Regions from separate parts of the Mus musculus genome. Here all the other regions are linked to region 4. Evidence: chromatin contacts called from public HiChIP or PLAC-seq and capture Hi-C data. All regions are on one chromosome and are shown on one strand. Each heading gives the region's core, a stretch centred on a gene start, on an enhancer-like site or on the middle of the called end of the contact. The rest is flanking DNA. Distances are from core to core; before and after follow the strand shown.

Region 1 (3,051 bases), core at 6-2,505, 820 kb after region 4:
AAGTAAAAACACTAAAAACAGCATGTCTGTGAGCATAGCTGAGAGCTATGTGAGATGCTCAAGGTGTCACCTGGTGATTTGTGCCACTGAGTGACCCAACCCTATAGACCCGGCCATGGCACCAAAGGGTACCAGCCTTGGGGAGCTGCCTTGCTTTACTTTTCACCTTCACCAAATGGCCCCAGTTGACTGGCCTTCAGCATCTTTTTCTTGCCTGGGTACCAGGACAAAAGTTCATTAGTGATGGTAATAATACTAGCAGTTTTTCAGATAGTGTGGGAACTAATCAAAGCAGACATGGGACATATGACGTTCTGTTTGTTTTTTTGTTTTGTTTTGTTTTGTTTTGTTTTTTCCTGTCAGAGTAACTATGCAACCTCTTCAAGCCAAATGCATTTTAGTATGCACCCGTTTTGTTTTGTTTTGTTTTGTTTTGTTTTGTTTTGTTTTGTTTTGTTTTGAGACAGGGTTTCTTTGTGTAACCCTGGCTGTCCTGGAACTCACTTTGTAGACCAGGCTGGCCTCAAACTCAGAAATCCCCTGCCTCTGCCTCCCAAGTGCTGGGATTAAAGGTGTGCACCACCACCGCCCGGCTTATGCATCCTTTCCAAAAGAGAAATCAAGGGCCTTTGAATCAAGTGCTTACATCTAAGTACCCAGCTACCTACTTCACATCGATAGGTAAACATGGTGTGTTTTGGTGTTTCTAAGGAACTATCTGATTAAAAAAAACCAATATCCTCATTTTACAGGTGAGAAACTTAGACTCTGACTGCATGTCAAAGCTCAACCTCTGGAGTCAGCAGACATGGGTGTGGGACTAAGTTCTAACTTCTATTTATGAAACCCCAGGCTGTGTGCCCTTTCTCTTCCCTGTGCCTATGTATGCTCATCTGTAGAACAGGATGCCTGATTCAGCTAGCTGCTACAGAAACTGACTATCATGATTGCATAGTGTCCAAAGCCAGACAGAGAAGAAAGACTAAGTCAACTGATCCTCTACATCTGGGGCCAGTAGCAAAAATCCATGATTCCCTTGTCCGTAGGCATTCACACTAAAGACGGGTCACGGTGAAGCAAGCTTTAGTTATGCTCATGTGAGGAGCTAGAAGGGCCAAGGCCTCATGAGTCCGAGAGTAAAGCCACCAAACCACTGAGACACACTCTGAATGGCAAGGACAATGAAGCAGGTGGAGCCTAATCCTCAGACACTGCACAAACAACCCCAAAAGCCCAGGTCAGACCAAGGACAGGAAGGGAAGGATCACTTTGTACAGTGCTTCAGGGCTAGAGGGGGGAGGCAGGGAGAGAAGTGTTGTAGCAGGATGGGAAGGGCTGAGGATAATCCCGAGGTGGAATTCATATGACTCTAAACTGGCATTCTGGCCCTGGAGATGGGTCCCAGAGCACAGCTGTTCAGCTGTTTAGGGATTTGCAATTTCCCAGAGATCTGTGACTAACCTCGCTCCGAGAGAGACTGGGTTCGGTGACTTGGAGTGCAGCCTGCACACTGGAATCTAAGTGTTCTTCAAGTGGTTCTTGTTATGGAGTGAGGGCTCAGAGTCCCCAGCCTTGATGCTTGTCTTGGGGCCCCAAAGCTTGCAACTACCAGTCATGCAAGGGTCTTAGAGAAAGGTCAGACATCTGTGGATTCCCATTTCCATTGCTTTCCAGCCACCCACAGCCACTCCCTATTCCCTCTCTCTGTATCTCTTCCTATCCTTCCAATCCTGCTCCCAAATCCTACATCATCCTGTGCCTTTGGCCAGGAGGCCTTGACTCCATATTCCTCCAGTTTCCTCCTCCATGAGGTATTCTGTCCTTTATATCATTGCTCAGCCTCTACAAAATGTCTCAAAGCTCCTCTCACCATGGGATATTAAAGCTGCATGCTCCTTTGATGATCACAGGTTAACCCAAAGGTTCTGAGCTTTCCCATCTGTAAATGGAAGGACTGGATCTGCCTAGCAACACTGTAGTAAGATGAAGTGTGTGTGTGTGTGTGTGTGTGTGTGTGTGTGTGTGTGTGTGTAGTGAAGGCTTTAGGCACTCCTGGTATCCAGAAGGACCTTGAGAACATCAGCTGTGCCAGGACACAGAAGGAAAGTGGGTGTGACCAGGTGAGAATGTCATGATGAGGGGACCGTGGCTGTAAGTGGTGGGATAATGAGTGTCAAGGCTTTAATGTGGTGACAGAAGAAGCAACTGTGTATGCTGTGACAGCTGCAAAGGGAGTCCACTGTGCCGTGTGACATTCCATTTAAGGAATGCTGACATTCCACCCTGGCTCAGTCTAGCCATCCTCAAGAGTATCATGTTCTACTGGGTAGGGTGTGTGAGTGTGTATGTGTGTGTGTGTGTGTGTGTGTGTGTGTGTGTGTGTGTCTGGCCAACAGGACCTGGGGGTCCCTGACGCTCTCAGTTGTCTTTATTGCTTTCTCCAGACCAGCCCCTCAGACTCTAACAGAAGAGTGCCCCCCACCCACCAGTACCCTCATCCCCTGACTCTACTTCCGGGAGCTCCTGAGCCTCAGAGCAGAGGATCAAGGCTGGTGATGGAGAACAGAGCCCGATGCCCATTTATTGGAAGCCATTTTCCTCCTCAATATCTTCAGGAGAGGTGGACCGGCAAAGCGACATTCCCGCAGAAATAATTTTTCAATTTCTTATAATAGGACATAAAAGTCGGCCCGGGGAAATTGATTCCGTTCGGTGCTCCCTTTGTAGGACACTTTATCTTCCATTGCGGCCTCTGAATTTCAGCAATTTCTAAAGCCTGAGGAAGTCTCGCTTAATATTTTTTTTCTTTTTTGCCACCCTGGCAGAAGGCTTTTGTAGCTCAGCTGAATGTCTCTGCTGACCTGTCACTTCCTCACACTGTGGCCTGTGGGCCTGCCTCAGGTCTGAAGAGGTCACCCCACCTCCATCCCACACCCCCACCCGCCCCCCCAACCTGGTAGCAGATTGCTGCCTCCCCAAAGTTTTCCTCCAATGTAATTTAGTCTCAGCCTTTGCTCCTCCCTCCCATCTCTTGCCCCTCCCTTTTTCTTC
Region 2 (2,983 bases), core at 170-2,669, 670 kb after region 4:
TAAGATGAGCATTAGCACAACATAAAAATTATGATCATGATAACAACAATAATAAAAAGGGTTTAAATTTGTACAGCACGTTATAGTTTGCAAAAATGCTTTCCCATTCATTAGCTTGTATGTGCATCATAATAGCCCCATGAGAAAGACAAGATGATGGCTGCTAGCCATTTTATGGGTGAAGAAAGGACTCAGAGGGCTCAGGGATAAAGTGACTGGTTAACAGCTGGTGGGAGGTGAGATCTTTACCCCAAGCTCGAGGCTCTTTGCCAAGCCTTCAGAGAAAGGCTTGGGCAGCCTTGCTCATTGCTCTGAGGTTATCACCAAAAGACAGAGTGGGAACCATCGGTGAAGGAAGCTCAAACTCAGAGTGACTTCTCCTAAGCCTCCCACTGTGTGATTTGGCTCATTGGATTTGAAACGCATCGCTGGATACCTCTACCACCACTGGTCAGAAATAAGCCAAGTCGGTAGCAGGGGTTCCAGAATTCAAGCTCCTCTGTTAGTAAATATTTGGGGAACCACACTGATAACTCCTTCAAAGACAAGTGTGCAATTCAACGTTCAGGAGCAAAGGAACAGGAAAGTGGAAGACCCCAAAGCTGCAAGACATCCAGAGAGGAACAACAGAGACACAAAAGAGGGATCGAGGAGAATAAGAAATCTGGTTAAGAAAGGGCAAGAAGGGGGAGCTAGAGGGATGGCTCAGAGGTTAAGATTGCTTGTTGCTCTCGCAGAGAACCTGGGTTCATTTCCTGGCATCCTCATGGTGGTTCACACGTATCCTTAACTCCTCTTTCAGGAGATCTGACTCCCTCTTCTGACCTTTGTGGGCACCAGGCACATAGGAACTCATACACATAAATAAATCTTTAAAAGAAAATGTAAAGAAAGGGCAGGAAGGATGACCATTAAAGAGGAGTGAAAAGGAAAAAAGAGGGGGAGAGATTAGTTTGAGAACAAAAGAAATCGGCACAGCCTTGGAGAAAAAGAAAGGGGGGTGGGAAGTTGCCTGGCTTTGAGTAACAAGGAAAGCATGTGTTTTAAAGAGGCGATTAAATATCTTATTCTCTTGTCCCTAAATGTAAATGTTTCTGTCTCCTTGGGAGTTAATCAGGCTTAAAGCAATTCTAAGCCTTAAGGGCTTGGCTTAACCGCAACAAAGAATGTGTCCAGCATGCTGACCTCTGTCGGGCCAGTATGTAAAGGCAGCAGAGAAAAGAGATTAAGGAGCTGCCCTCACACCGGCGGTGCAGCCACTCCTATCAAGGCATCTCCAGCCCCTACCCCCACCTCCACCACCCACTCCCCTGTCCCCAGCGGGCAGAAAGCTGACCCACAAACGCAGCTGTGAGTCAGGAGCCTTTTAAGCACGCTTCCACACCCTCTGCCCCTCTAACAGCTACCAGAGGAGACGGAAGGCTGAGAGAATCCCCATTGGCTGAGAGAGTGGTAGGCGGGGCATAACCCTCAGGGGTGGAGTCTCTGGCAACTGCTTGGCCTTCCGGGCCTGTGGTAGTGAGTATTATAGGAACTTCTCTAATCACAGATCCTGCTGTTTCTTCTGTTTGCTATTTATTGTATTTGTGGTTTTATTAAAATCCTGCTACATAATATATTGTTGTGATTTTTCTAGCTTAAAACAATTTGCAAGTCAGGAAATTGGAAAGAGCAGCGAAATGGCTGGTCTCTGCTTCTCAAAGTTTAGGTCTTCATACCTAAAAAAAACCAAAGTATGAAAACAGCTAGGAACTTCTTCACTCACATATCTGTGCAGCACATATGAACTATTGGCTGGAGTAAGGCACTAGAGGCTCTTTCTGTGGCATAGACTCCCTCATCTAACCATTGGCATCCTACAAACACAGCCAAATTCAAGGAAAAGAAGAACCAACACCCAGATCTTGATAGAGCTGGGGGTGAGGTAGAGGTAGTTTCCAATAGAACATGCCAGGAAGATGAACAGCTTTGAGAATGGCATTCTCCTTAAACCACTACACTTCTATCAGGTACCATTGTCCACCTAGGAATGAGGAGTCTGGTCTTTGAAGGATGAAGTAATGGATCCCCGTTTCATCAACTAACAGTAAGCAAAGGGAGAATTTCACCCCAGTTGCTCAAAGAATCCTGATTCCATATTGCTACAGGCAACTTGAAATGATAAAAAGGACTTCCTCTTGTGGCCCTTGCAGCCACACCGTATGTGGGACACTGTGCTGAACATACTTTGTTCTTTTCTTCACTGACCAAAAAAAAAAAAAAAAAAAAAAAATGCTATTATTTGTTGAGATTACTCTGTGCAAAGACTTGTTTTGTAGCTGGACTTTTCAGAGTCCAGGGTGTGTCTGTTTTATAACGGAGACTGGGGAGGGAAGCAGTCACTTGCTCAACCTCCCCATGTGACAAAGAGTGGCAGCTGGGAACCTGCCTTCTGTTTTCTGACCAGAGAAGATTGTCAGATGGTGCGCCATGCAGAGGCCATTGTTTGTAAACAGACAGTGTTGAGGGGGCCTGGGGCTCCTTTGCAGAGATATAAACTTTTCTAAGGAAGCCTGAGCAAAAACAGGACATAGAAGAAGACTTTTGTCTCACTTGCAGACTTTCCAGAGATAGGTGTGTGTGTGTGTGTGTGTGTGTGTGTGTGTGTGTGTGTGTGTTAAAATTGTGTGCATCTGTGTGCATGTTCCAAAGCCAGTGAAAACGACATTGGGTATCCTGTTCTACCACTCTTTGCTTTATATCTTTGAGGTAGGATCTCTCACTGGAGTTGAAGGAGGCTGTTAGCCAGGGAAGCCCCAGTAATCCTCTTCTCTCTGCTCCCATGAGGACACATGCGTGACCATGCCTTGCTTTTTAGGCGCTGATATCTGAATTCCAGGCCCTCACGCTTGCAAAACAAGCATTCTGGAGAGATGCCCACTGGGTCTATCCCTCCAGACCTGATTCCAAGGTTATATTAGGAGACACCCTTCCCTTCTCTGAT
Region 3 (3,142 bases), core at 517-3,016, 720 kb after region 4:
CCGGGTGCTTCTTCTTGTGCTCCTCCCGGCAAGTTTGCACAAAGAATGCATATGAGGACATTTTGCTTCTCGGCTTCTTAGGATCTCCTTTGCCCATGTTTAGTTGATTTTCCTCCGCGAGGCACAGAGTCGCCCAGTGCCCGTCCGGCTCGCGCTTGCCCCGGCGCTGTCTCTATGGAGCTCAATGTACTGCAATGGCTGTCTTATCAGAACATTCTTAGAATAGGACCTTCAGCAACTTGCTTAACTTCTCTGTTTCATTTTTAAATTACATGTATTTATTGCCTATATGTGCATCACACGCATATGCACGACGTGCCAGGATACTAGTGTGGACATCAAAGGATGTCTTAGTGAGAGTTATTATTGCTGTGACAAACACGCCATGACCAAAAGCACCTTAAGGAGAAAAGAGTTTGTTAGACTTACACATCACTGCGCATCACTGAAGAAGTCAGGGCAGAAACTCAAGGCAGGAATCTGGAGGCCGGAGCTGGTGCAGAGGCTATGGAGGAAAGCTACTTATTTGATGGTTCCCATGGCTTCTTCAGCCTGCTTTCTTACAGAATCCAGAACCATCAGCCCAAGGCTGGCGCCACCCACAAAGGGGCGGGCCCCACCCTCCCCCACCAATCATTCATTAAGAAAATGCTTTACAGCCTGCCTGCAGCCAGATCTTATGGAAGTGTTTTCTCAGTTGAGGCTTCCTTCTCTCAGATGACTATAGCTTGGATCAAGTTGACATAGCACTAGCCAGCACAAATGACAATGTATGAGAGTTAGTTTGCTTCTTTGTGGAACCCAGGGCTCAGTCTCAGGTGGCCAGATTTGGCAGCAAGTTCCTTGACTTGCTGATAGCCTTTTGCTAGTTCTTGCTTAACGTCCCCGTGTCTCAGTTTTCTCACCTATGTTGTGGAAATAGTGACTGTGTCGATCACATGGCCTGGAGCTACAACTGAAATGAGGTAACCCTCTTTGCTGTTTTCCAGAAGTGTTCAGGCCATGCAGGGTCTATTAACATCCGTTTCTTAATTCAGTGAAGGAATTTTTGCTAAGGATGTGTAAAAGCCAGATAGGCCGTAAGGAGCAGAGTGGAGGACAAGATCCAACCATTTCCCTAAAAGAGTATTTGTGATGATCCTAGGGCGTGCTCCCCTTACTTGCAGACAGTTTAAGTTGTCATTTATTCCCAAATACCAGCTTCTCTTTCCATCAGGCCGAAAGACAGCTCACGGGTTAGATAGGCAGGCAGCACAGAAATTCACTGAGTCAGCTGGCCAGAGAGTAGTCATGGCTTCCCCTCTTGCTTTTTACAAATGTGGTTGAGCTAGAAAAGGCCAGGAACCGGGGGTGGGGTGGGGGCGGGGGTGGGGGGGTGTCTTCTGACACCGACTGTCCATACGCTGCGGAGCCAGCAGGGGGGAGTGGGGGTGGGTTCAGTACTCTCACGCCCTTTCCTTGGATAGCAAGAGGATCCCACAGATGATACATCCGGGAAGCTCCAGGCCACACCCAAGGACTTCCAGGAACCTTCCCGGTTCTCCTCAGCCTTCACTACTGTTCAGCATTCAGCTCTGACCATTTCTAGGCGGTGCCCCCTTCTCCTTCACAGGCTCCCCCTCAGGGTGGGTGAGGAATGGAAAGAATTGCAGATGTAGAGGTTGGGGAAAGATGGAAGGAGTCGGCTTGCTTAGGTGCTGTGCTATTGTTATTCAGGTTAAGGAACATCCAGTCTCTTATGCTAAATATCTCAACAGGGTGGGCATTCAATGGGGAGCTTTTCTAGGGAGCTTTCTACTTACATTTAGCTGCCTGAAGCCTGGGGGCGTGCCCTGACCCTTTCCTTACCCTCTAATTGTGAAAGTCTGCCGGGGCCTATCAGTGGGTATCTAAATCCTATGAAACCAGCTTGGCATTTGATAAAGTATCAGACAGACAGCAGGCATGAAGCATTGGCCGCTCCCCCTCTGTGATCCCTTGCCTGGAATTCTCACATCCAGCAACCCTTCTGTAGTAACTGCTGGTCTCCAAACAGAAGTTGTTATTTTTTCAAATAAATATGTTTCCTAATTAAAACTTGCCCTTTAAAGACTCACACGTTCTTGGCCCCACTTTATGTTTTCCTTTCCTTGTAACATATTACAGAATCAATAAGGGCAATGCAAATATCTTTAATATATACAGCTCCAACGGCTCTAATAACGCATCTGCCTCCACACAATCGCCCTCTCCCCTCACCAGCCCAGCTGATAATTTCTGCTGATTTGTTAAATGCCTTGGTATTTCACTCTGGATGATAAAGCCTGGAAGGCACTTAGCTCTTCAGGGGATTGGGGAGGGCACATTGAAAAGGGACAAAGTGGATGGTGGAGATTTCCAGCCATGTCTGTGGTTTTTATGACAGTTCTTATAAACAAGGAACAATTAGTATCCGAGGCAGAGAAAGTACAGAAAGAAAGAAAAGAAGAAAGAGAGAAAGAAAGAAAGAAAGACAGAAAGAAAGAAAGAAAGAAAGAAAGAAAGAAAGAAAGAAAATGTCTATTACTCATAACCCCACCATCCTCAGTCAAAAATTTGACAATATTTTTATATTTCTTTTCTTTTGTTCCCTAGTTAATTTTTGCTAGAGGATTTCAAAAATATAATTATCAATTTTGAATTGTTTTAAATTTTGTTTACAAAATAGCAATATCCTAACGGACTGAAAACTAGACCAAAATATTATTTGAGAGTATACACATAATACTCTAACGAAGGCTGTTCCAATATTACTTTTCTTTTTTTTTTCTTTTTTAAATATTTTTATTAGGTATTTTCCTCATTTACATTTCCAATCCTATCCCAAAAGTCCCCCATACCCTCCCCCTCCACTCCCCTACCCACCCACTCCCACTTTTTGACCCTGGCATTCCCCTGTACTGGGGCATATAAAGTTTGCATGACCAATGGGCCTCTCTTTCCAGTGATGGCGGACTAGGCCATCTTTTGATACATATGCAGCTAGAGACAAGAGCTCCTGGGTACTGGTTAATTCATATTGTTGTTCCACCTATAGGGTTGCAGTTCCCTTTAGCTCCTTGGGTACTTTCTCTAGCTCCTCCATTGGGGGCCCTGTGATCCATCCAATAGCTGACTGTGAGCA
Region 4 (3,388 bases), core at 63-2,562:
TCCATTCCTCTGTTGATTGTTGGTGGGATTGCAAGCTTGTACAACCACTCTGGAAATCAGTCTGGCGGTTCCTCAGAAAATTGGACATAGTACTACCGGAGGATCCCGCAATACCTCTCCTGGGCATATATCCAGAAGATGTCCCAACCGGTAAGAAGAACACATGCTCCACTATGTTCATAGCAGCCTTGTTTATAATAGCCAGAAGGTGGAAAGAACCCAGATGCCCCTCAACAGTGGAATGGCCCCAACTTCTCTCTGACTCTTTTCTCTCCCTAACCCCCTTCCTCTCCTCTCCTCTCCTCTCCTCTCCTCTCCTCTCCTCTCCTCTCCTCTCCTCTCCTCTCCTCTCCTCTCCTCTCCTCTCCTCTCCTCTCCTCTCCTCTCCTCTCCTCTCCTCTCCTCTCTCTCTCTCTCTCTCTCTCTCTCTCTCTCTCTCTCTCCCTCTCTCTCCCCCCTTCCCCTTTCCATGCTCTCTAAATAAACTATTCTAAACTGTATCAGTGATCTGGCTGGCACCTACTGGGGTGCCTCATCATGGGCCTGCTGAGGCACCCCCTCCCACTTCACCATACTGCCATACACCATACCATTTAAAAAAAAAAAAAGAATACCTCCTCACAGACAGTGAGAATGCCAGAGGAAACAGGGAGCCTAGTCGGCTGCACCTAGGAAGATGAATTCACCTGTCATAGGAAATCCCCAAACTGAATGAGATTCCAGTAATGGGCAGTTGGGTGTAATACACTTAGGGACTTGGTAGGGTTATAATAATTAAAGACTGGTTTTTAACAATAATAATAATTTAATGCTATTTAACAATACTTTCAAATAGCTTATTAGATAATCTGTGGTGTTTACTGATGAGAATGTAAGAAATATGAGAATTATAAATATAATGTAAGAATGTAAGAAATATAAGATACATGTCTACCTGTAGCTACCACAGAGACTATGTGGATAAAGGAAACTCTCCCACAAAGAGTTGCTACAGGAATTCTTCCCAGGAAGGATAGTGTCCCTGGTAGAAAACTGAAGAGTTGATTCCCTGAGGCAGAATTGTTTTAAAACTAAAATTATTGTTTAAAGCTCATCCTGCCAATCACATATCAGAAGTAAATCATAAACATGGGCAAAGGTTTGAGTTTCTGATATGTTTACAGGCCCCATAACTATTGTATAATGAGGCAATTTTATGTAAATCTCTTCAGAATTAGATCTGGACATTTGCAAAGGGCAGTGTCACCCATTGGAAATGTAGCAATGAGCCTCTTTTCTGTTTCTTTGGCGTTCTTTGTCATGGGGCAATTTGCATGAAAATAGGATTCTGATTACTCCCCTGTTTCTCAGGCGTTGTTTCTTTCTTCAGAACTGAAAGTCATCCAGTGACAGGCCAGCTTCCGGCATTCATAATTAAAAATAAGTAAGAACTTGAAAGAGCCCACTGCAATTAGAGGAATAACCTCTGCGTCCTGGGAATGAAGGAGTCAACCATCTCTGTAACCATGTCGTATCCATTGTGACCAGGGGAACAAAGGAGAAGGTGCAGAGGGCAAAGTGCCATTGGGAGAAGAAAGGCTGGATCCTGAGGTAGATCATTAAATTGTGGAGGAACCCTGTAGAGCAAGCACACTCTTGGTCCATGGCTGGGTGAGGAAGCAGAAGAGATGCAGGACCACTCTTATAGAGGGAAGGTGCCCTTGGAGCAGGCTATGTTTTTAATGAGTTCTGTTACCGGTGGGGTGAGACTCGTCCTGCCACTCTCTGTCCTCTCCCAACTTGTATTTGTTTCATTTGTCTCCTCATCTCAATGTGTATCTTAAAGACAAAACCTTCTGGCTCTTGCTTAGTGGCAGGCAATACTCACTGAATACCTAGTCACAGTCAAGCGCTGTGAACACAGAGGTGAACACATAAGATTGTCTATGAGCAAGCAGTGAGATGAGCCATCCAGCAAAATAACCATGAGAGTGGCCAGGAACTTTGGTGTTGAGTCTCAAACCCTTGGACAAATGGCTGAGGTCCCTATTTAGCATCTGTAGGAGCAGCCATGTCTACTTCCTTCTTTCATTCACTTGGCATGTTCTCAGGAGGACTGCGGGGCAGCTGGGAGTGTTCAAGGTCAATTTGGACAACAAAGTGAGTAAGAATTTGAAGATCCAGTAAGTGCTTGTCTATAATCCCAGTACTCAAGAGGCTGAGGCTGGAAGAGCACAGGTTCAGGGCCAGCCCAGGTTACATTTAGAGTTCTAGTCCAGCCCGGGCTATATAATTAATACTTGTTTAGAAACGAAACCAAACAAAAGAATTATTTTAACTTATTAACCTTACATCCCTCTTACTACCCCACTCCAAGTAAACCCCTCCCACAAGACTTTCCCCACTCCCCTTCCCCTTCTCCTCTGAACAGGTGGGAGACCCCTAGGTATCTTTCTACCCTGGTACTTCAAGTCTCTGTGAGGCTTAAGTGCTTCCTCTGCTACTGAGGACAGACAAAGCAGCCCAACTAGAAGAACATATCTCAGATACAGGCAGCAGCTCTTGGGATAACACCCACTCCAGTGGTTCGGGAACCACATGAAGCCCAAGCTACACATCTGCTACATATGCTTGGGGAAGTCTAAGTCCAGCCCCATGTATATTCTTTGATTGGTGGTTCAGTCTCTGAGAGCCCGGAGGGTCCAGGTTAGCTGATTTTATTGGTCTTCCCGTGTAGTTCCTATCCCCTTAGGAACTGTAATCCTTCTTATTCTCCCCTAAAATTCTATAAGCTCCATCCACTGGTTGTGGGTATCTGCATCCTGCTGAGTCAGCTGGTAGGTGGAGCCTCTAGATGAAAACTATGTTAGACTCCTGTCTAGAAGTGTAACAAAGTTGCTCTTGAAATGGGTCTCAAGTTGGGTTGTTATTGTTTGGCCATTTCCACGTTCTCTGCTCCAACCCTGCATTCCTTGTAGACAGGATAACTTTCTGGTTGAAAGTTCTATCTATGTGCCTGCAAAATTCAAGATGTCTTCAAACAATGTAGTCTTATGAATCTAATAATGGACACCTCTGCTTCAATGTTCTTTCTGTCATTGAGCCCATACTTATTTTAGGGAACATGCTAAGCATTGTCTCTATGTCTTATAGGATCCCTTAAAATTGTATTTCTCTGGGCCTGTATTTAATGACAAGTAGGTATTATGTACATGTTATTATGCTTATATATTATTTCTGAGATATCCAAAATGCTGAATCAAAGAAGCTCACAAGTTCTGTACCTGTGCCAACTACAGAAACCATATTAAAGAAGAATGAGAGTCTCTTATGGAGTAGAGGTTGGAGAAGAATAGAGTAAAGGAGAGCAAGGTCTGACTCTGCATTTGAAGGTTTGGCCAGGGAGTGC

The links. HiChIP or PLAC-seq counts read pairs in DNA pulled down with a chosen protein or histone mark. Capture Hi-C pulls out chosen DNA fragments and counts their contacts.
Region 1: an H3K27ac HiChIP or PLAC-seq map of embryonic stem cells shows a contact between it and region 4, with 5 times the contacts expected there. The contact joins two enhancer-like sites. A contact is called at or near these places in 1 of 484 Hi-C or Micro-C datasets (myocytes) and 1 of 115 datasets of contacts at active chromatin or transcription factors (embryonic stem cells).
Region 2: a capture Hi-C map of embryonic stem cells shows a contact between it and region 4, with 7 times the contacts expected there. The contact joins two enhancer-like sites. A contact is called at or near these places in 4 of 484 Hi-C or Micro-C datasets (cerebellum, cerebral cortex, embryonic stem cells and 1 more), 1 of 115 datasets of contacts at active chromatin or transcription factors (embryonic stem cells) and 1 of 9 other capture datasets (embryonic stem cells).
Region 3: an H3K27ac HiChIP or PLAC-seq map of embryonic stem cells shows a contact between it and region 4, with 3 times the contacts expected there. The contact joins two enhancer-like sites. A contact is called at or near these places in 1 of 39 promoter capture datasets (embryonic stem cells), 19 of 484 Hi-C or Micro-C datasets (cerebellar granule neurons, cerebellum, cerebral cortex and 13 more), 14 of 115 datasets of contacts at active chromatin or transcription factors (SST interneurons, astrocytes, craniofacial prominence and 10 more) and 1 of 9 other capture datasets (embryonic stem cells).

The regions. Positions count from the first base shown.
Region 1 is chr7:96,299,791-96,302,841 of GRCm38.p6, forward strand. The region is part of intron 1 of Tenm4 (teneurin transmembrane protein 4); the gene reads left to right. Among named protein-coding and RNA genes, the nearest start is that of Mir6394, 4.4 kb to the right of the region's middle. Within about 2 kb of position 1,256, at least 22 of the 459 cell types and tissues checked have an H3K27ac peak or open chromatin away from gene starts, as enhancers often do. A contact at or near this core is called in embryonic stem cells, where this site is marked.
Region 2 is chr7:96,151,837-96,154,819 of GRCm38.p6, forward strand. No RefSeq gene overlaps it. Among named protein-coding and RNA genes, the nearest start is that of Tenm4, 18 kb to the right of the region's middle. Within about 2 kb of position 1,420, at least 151 of the 459 cell types and tissues checked have an H3K27ac peak or open chromatin away from gene starts, as enhancers often do. A contact at or near this core is called in embryonic stem cells, where this site is marked.
Region 3 is chr7:96,203,440-96,206,581 of GRCm38.p6, forward strand. The region is part of intron 1 of Tenm4 (teneurin transmembrane protein 4); the gene reads left to right. It also overlaps the pseudogene Gm8319. Among named protein-coding and RNA genes, the nearest start is that of Tenm4, 34 kb to the left of the region's middle. Within about 2 kb of position 1,767, at least 13 of the 459 cell types and tissues checked have an H3K27ac peak or open chromatin away from gene starts, as enhancers often do. A contact at or near this core is called in embryonic stem cells, where this site is marked.
Region 4 is chr7:95,479,004-95,482,391 of GRCm38.p6, forward strand. No RefSeq gene overlaps it. Among named protein-coding and RNA genes, the nearest start is that of Gm25684, 38 kb to the left of the region's middle. Within about 2 kb of position 1,313, at least 8 of the 459 cell types and tissues checked have an H3K27ac peak or open chromatin away from gene starts, as enhancers often do. A contact at or near this core is called in embryonic stem cells, where this site is marked.